Regions from separate parts of the Sus scrofa genome. Here region 1 is linked to region 2. Evidence: chromatin contacts called from public Hi-C data. All regions are on one chromosome and are shown on one strand. Each heading gives the region's core, a stretch centred on a gene start, on an enhancer-like site or on the middle of the called end of the contact. The rest is flanking DNA. Distances are from core to core; before and after follow the strand shown. Region 1 overlaps LOC100523624. Region 2 overlaps LOC106504715 (a long non-coding RNA gene).

Evidence for each region. A called contact is a pair of places that touch in the nucleus more often than the background predicts.
Region 1: a contact with region 2 is called in a Hi-C map of skeletal muscle, with 9 times the contacts expected there. The contact joins two enhancer-like sites. A contact is called at or near these places in 3 of 47 Hi-C or Micro-C datasets (heart right ventricle, retroperitoneal adipose tissue and skeletal muscle).

Annotation. Positions count from the first base shown.
Region 1 is chr8:82,799,395-82,803,806 of Sscrofa11.1, forward strand. LOC100523624 reads right to left here. Exons shown (of 13, transcript XR_002346751.1): 12 at 2,893-3,059. Among named protein-coding and RNA genes, the nearest start is that of SMAD1, 190 kb to the right of the region's middle. Within about 2 kb of position 2,422, at least 71 of the 83 cell types and tissues checked have an H3K27ac peak or open chromatin away from gene starts, as enhancers often do. A contact at or near this core is called in retroperitoneal adipose tissue and skeletal muscle, where this site is marked.
Region 2 is chr8:82,367,999-82,372,123 of Sscrofa11.1, forward strand. All of the region lies in intron 1 of LOC106504715 (a long non-coding RNA gene), which reads left to right. LOC106504714 (a long non-coding RNA gene) reads right to left here. Exons shown (of 2, transcript XR_001298397.2): 2 at 691-4,125. Among named protein-coding and RNA genes, the nearest start is that of LSM6, 58 kb to the right of the region's middle. Within about 2 kb of position 2,468, at least 61 of the 83 cell types and tissues checked have an H3K27ac peak or open chromatin away from gene starts, as enhancers often do. A contact at or near this core is called in retroperitoneal adipose tissue and skeletal muscle, where this site is marked.

The DNA of each region.
Region 1 (4,412 bases), core at 1,172-3,671, 430 kb after region 2:
GCTGGCAGAGACCTTCTCCTTAGCCCTCAGTGTGCTCAGCTTTCTCAGCCTACCTCTTAGTAACAGAAAAATGTACATCTCACTCCATTACTATGCTCATTGGAAAAGAATCCTTGGAATGTGAGGATGTGTGCCTGGGTGTCTCTTGGTGTTTATGTCAAGTTCACCACTCCGGCTCTTATCTGCTTCTCCCGACTGCATCAGCCAGGGCACTCCAGAAGGCCCTCCAGAATCTGACTGCTTTTCCCTCGCTCCTCATCACACACGGCCCCAGCAGCAGCCCCCCACCCCCCCACCTGGGGCTCCCAGCAACAATGCCACACATCCCCCTCCTCTGAGGCACTGTGGCAATCCTGTCACCTGGAGGCCCCAAGCCTTTGTCTCCAAAACAGTACGTGCTCATTTTCATGTTACTATGCAGTTTACTCATCTCTTCAATGTACCAAAATCCTAGCTCAAGGCCATCAAGCCAGTCTCTTTCCCAGGGATGGCCTTCTGCCCAGGCTCCCTTTCCCTCCAAACCTCAGGATGGCCCCTGCTATGTCAGCCTGGACTGGCCTCGTTGAGAAAAGCTGATGATCCTTTGGCTCTAGCCTTGGGAAGTCTTGGTTCCATGCAGTGAGTCACAGGCTGCCTAGACTGTGCCTATCTGGGGAGGCTGGGGCTGCCATGTATGGTCCTTGCTCTGTGCCACCTACCTCTCCGTGTAAGTCCGAACGCTTTGCCAGGACAGCCTGAGTCATAAAACTCAGCACATTCCTTAGGCGTTGGATAGTCTTTCCTTGTTATTACTTTGCTTTTGTTTTAAGCAGCACCTGGTTTCATTTTAAAAATCCAAATAAAATCTCATGGTTGGGGCTCGAGTGGGGTGGGGGATAGGAAGGAAAGAAAAAAAGAAAGGCGTGAAGCCTAGGTTAGGGAAAGGAACAAAGGGCTGTAACTCCTCAAATAGGCAAGACAGAGACAGAGCAGGACAGAAAGCAGTCTGTAAAGTACAAAATCGGGGGACGGGGGGTGGGGGGGATTGCTACAATTGAACTGAATTTGATGGGTCTTTTTTCTCTGCGTGATAAAGCACTTGATATCTAGCCAAGTCTTCTCCTCAAATTAGGTGCCGTTCTGAGTTAGTCCTTTACTCATTAGCCACGTGACCTTCCCTAAACTACACTTTCTGAATCTCTTCAATAAACGACAGACTTACTGTTGATGAATTCTAAGGAACTTTCCAGTTTTAACATTATGATATATGAACCTATCTGTTCCCTTTTTTTCTTAGACCGAAAACCCCAACCCACATGTAAGGGATTCTTTTTCCACAGCGAATATTTGTTTTTTGTCTTGGGTCGGGGGTAGGAATGGGAGACAGCAAGGGAGAAGATGTAGACCCATCCACATAAATGTTGCTGATCAAAATAATTCTGTGGCCAGGTTATTTTGTAAAGTCCTCTGTACAGCTGCTCACATGGAGTTTTAGAATTAAGAGTATTCTAACAAGCTCTGCTTTGCATACAGGAAAAAAAAAAAACACACGCAAATACTGAAAGAATGAATAACACAGAGGACTGTATGTTCTCGGAGTAGTAAAGCATATAATTACAGCATGAGGCCAGGATCATTCGGTACTGACATATTCAGCAGAGGCCTTTACCTCCCTCTGCCCGAGATCCATGAGGCTGGCCAGGGCAAAAATCCTGGAGGTTCCTGAGTGGTTCCAAGGCAGCACTTTCAATGCATGGTTTGGCGAGTTTAATGGAAACCATACGTGGGGATCCTGGGAATCAGACCAGATGGCTTCCAGGGAATGTATTTAGTCTAACCTGGGCTAAAGAAGAGAAATAACCTCTAGGAGGTTTGGGAGGGCGGGGGAGGTACGAGTGGTGGTGCGACTTTTAATTACTTTTTCTATTTAATACAAATCATATCGAGAAGGACAGTTTGCCAAATGGGAGTAAATGGCACTGGGGGCAGAGAGCAGGGCGAGGGATGCGGAGGAAGACAGCTACTTCCGCAACCACTCGTGGTCCTGCCTCCCTGGGTGGGACAGCAGCTGCTGGGGGCCCCTTGCGTCCCGGACCACGGCGGGGCCTTCCCGCGCCCGAGAGGGTCTCTGCGCCCTCCCTCCAGCGCCCTCGGCACGGGTGGCGGGTGGCCCTTGGTGGGAATTGTTGGGGGTTGGGGGGAGAGGCAGTCTTGGCGGGGGTGGGGGAGAATGCAGTGGGAGGAGGGTCGTAGACCCGGAAGAGGAGCAGGCGACGGACCACGACTGCAGGGGGAGGAGGATCGTGGGGAGAGAAGACCTGGGGAGAGGGAGAAGGCGAGGAGAGGGGAGGAGCAGGGAGAGGAAGACATCGGCGGGGAGGGGCGGGGCCGTGGGCGGGGCTTATGGCGCGGGGGCCCTCCTGAGAGAGGCCGGGCGAGAAAGGCCGCGACTCGCCCCGCCCCCAGGGGCCCGCCCCCGCCGCGACGCAGGTCACCCCCACCAGCCCCTCGGCCCGAGCCAATTTGCTTCCCGGCGGCGCCTTGCGCCGAGGAAAACCTGGCAGTGCTAGGCTGCGGCTCTGCCGGCGACTGCTCTGAATACAAAAGAGCCTTTCTCACGCCCCTGCGCCCTTCCCTGCCCGGGACTCCCAGATGGAAGGGCTCGTTGGACGCCAGAGCCGACAGCTGTCGGAGCCACAGACACCATTTCTGTCGTTCTTACAGAGAGGTGTGGTTCCAAGTAGTTATTTTTAAAGGAAAATTTAATAATAATTCTAACAACTTTGTCCTCTCATCCAGTTTAAAAGAAAAAAAAAAAAGAGAGAGAGAGAGAGATGAAGTCGTTTGAAGTCCAAGGAAGTGCTCAAGAAAGGCAACCTTCTCAGGTCTGGGCATTCCCAGGCCCTCTCCTACCTCAAAGGCGGTAATTAAGCAGGCTCTGGGCCTCCAGCTCTGTGGCTTCGTTTTCCGACTCAGCCAAATGTCGAGAACGGCCCTCCCAGACTATAAACGGAGTATTGATCCGCTTGTGAGTCTTCAGATGAGCTAGCCTTGCTTGTAGAATCACACGGTTCCTGAAACTGGAGAAAAATGGCCTGGTTGTCAGCGATCGCCCATCCACTAAGGTTACTTTTTGCACAGAATTGGGAATTAAATTGCCAGGACATCGATAACAAACAAGAACTGGGATTGTTCCTGCCTTTTCCTCCATCTCCCTTAACTTCCTATTTCATATATTCTGTCGCTGTCAGGAAGGCCAGATCAATAAGCAGAAGAGGGGGAAAAAAAAAGGGCAAGCACTCTAGGAATCAATAATAACCAAAGGATTCAGTGCTTCTCTACTGGCCTTTAATCAGCCTTTAACAGTGAGATTCTTTCCCCGTCTTCCCTACCATCCCTTTAGTCCAGACAGTCTTGGATGTGGATTTCTCTGCTTTCCAGTTAATGTTACAGTTATGAACTTCTGGAAGATAGGATCCAGAAATATAAATATTTAGAAGACAGCTGGACACCAAGCAAATCCTTTTTAAAGTGAGAATATTGTCAATGATGGATGAAATTTTCATTCAATCCGTACTTACTGCTGATGCAGGAATCTGTACATTTTACTTCTCAATGCTTGTTCCCCTCCCCCCCAAATATAGTGCCTCTTAAAAACATTAAGATTTTGCCTTGTCCTATGAATTGAAAGTTATGATTTATTTTCCAGTCAGAATTCTAGGCCCAGAGTTTCCCAAGCAAGTACCCCATATTAATTGTGTGGGGTGTGCCTGTGTTGGGGGGGGGGTATTGTACTTTGAGCCTGTTGTTGCACCATAAAAACATGAGCAGGATGTAATGTCATTAATTTGTCGGGAATTGTTGACTTAAAAGAGGCTACTGTGAGTATAGAAAATTCACATTGGGGAGGGAGTCGGGGAAGCACCTCAAAGAGACAGGCAACTGTTCCCCGGAACAGCTGCGGACATTGGCAATGGAATTGCTTGGCACCAGTACAACTCTGTACAGCAAGAGGGATTTATTTATTTAACAATAGTTAATGATTCTCCCAGGCAACTCCCAGGAGGCCAGGGAGCAGTAAATATACTTTCAGGAAATCAACTACCCTTCCTAGAAGCATGCACCAAGTCTGCAGTGAAGGGAGGGCCCTTGGCTTCAGAAAAACGTTCAACAGACTGCCCAGCTTCAAATGCCCCCAGATAACTCCCTGCACAGCCTGCCACAGGCTTCCCATGCTAGGAAAATTACCAGGTCCTAAAGCAGAAAAGTGAAGAAAAACGCACCATTTCTAGAAGGCCACCATTGAATAGATTAGTTACCTGGGAACTAATCTATTTTCTGGGAGGTAGGCTGTCCAACTCTGTCCCATTAGCTAAATTTATCAGATTAACTAGTTGGTGCCCATAGACTAGCATTTTACAAAGTCATATGTA
Region 2 (4,125 bases), core at 1,218-3,717:
GCCACAAAGGAACTCCTAGGAGCTGGGTTTTAAAGCGGTGTGCACATGTGCATCTGTGTGTTCATTTATAAAGTCATATGTGCTCAGGGAAAAAATTGAGAGTGGAGTGGAGAGAAAGCCGACCACAGGGCACACCTTGGGAGCCACCACCTAGAGCCCATCTTTGCTCCTTGCATCTCCCACTTCCTTTGGCGCTGTAGCCCATAGGCCACAGGGGAACTCTTCAGGAGTCTCTGCAGGCCACCTTGCTTCTCCCCAGAGCCGGCAAAGCCACTTTTAAAGTCCCCCTTCCCCGATCCCTGCAGAAAATAGCAAGAGGTCTGCAGTGCAAAGAGAGAAGACTTCTGAAGATCGCTGTCTGCTCCAATGGGACTGCACAGACCCTGCCAAGGTCAACAGAAGGAACAGCCCCCTGGAAGCGTGGACGGACGCCTGCCTGCCTGCCTGGAGCAGGCTGTGGTCTTGGGCAACTGTCCTACCCTGATCATCCCAGGATGCCTGGAGGGAGGAGCACCCCCTGCCACCCTGCCCAGACCGACAAGGGCTCTGACTACCTGAAAGATTCCCTTGTGGACAAAGGAAGTGGCTGCCTTTGTGCTTCCCCATTTTCTTCTCTAGCCATTCTTCAGGAAGAATTGGGGAATGGTCCCAAGTGAACTCAAAGGCTTACCTTGACTTTTGGAGAGCCGGTTTTTTTTTTTTTTTTTTTTTTTTTTTTTCCTTTTTTTTTCTGAGGAAGCACAAGAAACAGCAGCAGATCACACCTAGCGCAGGGGGCCAGGTGTATGGCGGATGCTCAGTAAGAGATTCCCGGAAGAATGTAAACTGCCTCTGTCCCAGGCTCTGTCCCACTGCTGTGTGTCTTTGCCCCTTTCTGAGTTTGGTTTCCTTCTGTGAAATAGGGATGATGATGGTAACACCCCCTCACGGAGCTCATTCCAGGATGAAATGAAGTCACTCACATGAGTGAATTAATGTCAACTTTAAAAGGTGACACACAGCAGTGGGACAGAGCCCGGGATAGAAGTAGTTTATGTTCAAGGATGGGAGAGTTGAGTGCTAGGTATCAGCTATGCTCCAGAATCAAGGCGTTAGTGGCTAAAAATCAGTTCTCATTTGTTCATTGACACTCTTCTATTCGTTGAATACAAAATCTAACTTTAAGAATAATCTCCTCCCTTGCCCCGCCAATGGAACTCAATGGAGCTATTTTCTTTTGTGGTAGAAAAAAAAGTTTTTTCTTCTACAAATTGGGCTGTATGCAGAATAAGGGCCGCCCCCCCCCCCCCCCCCCGCAACCCTGGCTGCACAAAATGTGCACAGCACTCTTCCAGCAAGCACCGAGGCTTGCTCTTATTTACACTTATTTACATATCGAGCCAGATCTCCATGGCTGCCTGCCCGGAAGCCCTATTTTTAATTGTTTGGCGCCCCAGCCACCCTTCTGACCCTTTCTGGCACTTTTCTGAGGATTTCCGGCCACTGCTAGCTTGCAAGGGAAGGCCCCCAACCAAACCGTAAGCCTCCAAGTTCAGCATCTCTAAGCCCTTTTCCAAGAGGAATCTCCAGGCAGGTGGGGCTGCGCGCCCCCCACCCCATGACGCAGAGGGGATTTGGGCTCAGGCCGGAGGGCCAGCTGCGTTCCACGTGGATAAAAGGACAGAGGACAAGAAAGCAGCTGCCCTGGGCTCTCCAGCTTCCTTCTCTCGCTGCGCTTCTGAAAGAATCAGGAGTAGTTCCCAGTGAAGGCAAAGGGCTTGTCCTGAAATTCAGACCGGTTGGCGGGTTCCCTCCCCCACCCTTCTTCTAAAAAACAGCATTTCCTTGACAGCAATAAAATATGTACTTATAAATATTTTCCAAGAGTGCCCTCTAGTGGGAATCTTAAGGCAGTGGCGCATCTTACAAATGTGACTTGGATCCCAAACTCGTGAATAAAAATAAAGCACATTCCACCGCAACCTTCTTCACACGTGACCTGAAAATAGATCCCGTTTCTTCCACGAGTCCATACAATGTCACATGCCCTTGATTGGAAATGAAGGCTGTCTTAAGTCTTTAGAAGGAAATAGTGCTCCACTTTTAGAACTGGAACTTACACACGGTGTTCAGGAACTTTCAGTGCAGGGAAGTGTGTGGAACGGGACAATGGGTGACATCCATGCGTTGTATTCCTGGGCTGCGCCGGAGTTGCTGGCCGACTGCTTTTATTTGGGCTGCGGAGGGAGCCAAGGCTGCAATAGCGTCCAGCCCCAGAGGCCACACACACTGCTGGGTTTTCACCTTGGAGGATGTGGGACAATGAGTCATTTGTGCCTCTTCCTGGTTCTTCCTGGCCAAGGTCAGCTTTCCCACTGGAACCAAGCAGGCTGGCACAGAGCCCGCGCCGTCTGGAGCCTTCCCCTGGTGCCAAGCCCAGGAGAGGGTGTGGCCCCCTCCCCCACGCCTCAGAGGGCCCCAGTTCAGGCTCCTTCCGAGGCAGCCCTTGTCCGGGTCCTGAAACCTCATTCACGCTGCTCACTTCAGCATGAAGGGCCTCCTGGCGGAGGCCTGAGGAAATCACCAGCCCTAAAGAAAGGTTCCCAGGCAGAATTCTCTGAGGAGGAAACTCCAAGGGCTTCTGGCGGTGCTCACCCCTTCTGCTGAGCTGTCCAGAGACAATTCATTTTTCTGTTTGGATTGATTCCAGTTCATCGTGCAATCACTGCTACTATGAGTCCTCGTAAAATAGCTGCCATTTCTTCCTTTCTCCACTGGATACACATATGTTGAGCACCTACTGTGTACCAGACACGGTTCTAGACTTTGAACACCAAGACAAAGTCCTGACAGCATAGAAATGACAGTCTAATTTGGAGAAAGAGGATACACAAGCAAATATAGCAAGTTGAGGCCATGAATGAAACCAAGAGGGTATAATGGGATATATAGGGGATCCTGAGATGAAGCATCTGGGCAGACTGCTCTGAGAAGTTTACCTTAAGCATCTAGTATGTGCCAGCTATTTACTGTGTTAGAGGTTAAGGATACAAAGACAAACAGAAAATGCTGTCTGTACCTTCAAAGAGCTCAGAGCCCAATGGTGAAATAATACTTCCATAGGATTCAAACAACACCATCTCACAATAGCCCTAAGATCTATGCCTCACAATAAACCTGCCCAGTAAATTATATCATCTGCCTTTTATAGATGTTAAAACTGAGTTTAAGAGATATCAGTAGCACTGTCGAGGTTTGAATTAAGGCTTGTCTTATTTCCAGATTTTTTTTTCCTATGCCGTCTTTCTCGGTGGAAATGGGGAGATAAAAAATGAGATCCCAACCCAGCTCAAAGATTTGACACAGGCAGGCACACTGCGCTGTCCGAAGTGGGTTAACACTACGCTGCTAAAGTAGAGGAAGGACCGAGACCAACACTGGTTCTACCCACTATCAAACATGTGGCTCCTGCAGCTCTAGACAGTGGTACCCAAGCCTGGCAATAGATGACAGACTCCCTGGGCCTGTAGAGATGCTGATGAAATGCTCCTCCGCCAGACTAACTCAGATGCTCCAAGTCCACACCCAGGGCTCCTCCTTGGCTCCCCTTCTCAAGGCTCCTCTCAGCCAGCAGCCAGGGAGACAGGGTCGCCTGACTCTGGGAAAAGGTGACCCAACACTTCTGCCAAAGTCATTACTGCCGGACCCTGAGCAAGAACAGGAAGGAAGAAAACACCGCTGGAAGTGACCCCTGACTATTCCTCAGCTGCTGGTGGAGAGAGATAACAGCCCGTAGTGGGCTGCATGCAGCTGAAAGTGTTAGGGTTCAAGCCTCTTCTCTGTGAGCCATGCTGTCACACCAGCACTTCTGGAGGGAACGGAGGAAGTCAACTGGACCACAGCCCTGGGTGATTTGGGGTCAACTAAATAGCCTAGATCCAGAGGACAGCCACAACTGTCTTGACACTCGGGAGCGACTGAGCGGGTGCTGCGTGTTTGCTTGTGCTGGGACAGCAAGGGACAAACGTGTGTGTGACCACAGGGTTCTTGTGGGGGCTGGGAGGTAACTCCCCTCTATACATGCCCTGTGTGGCCTAATTTTTTTTAAATTTGTATTGAAATACAGTTGATTTACAGTGCCGTGTT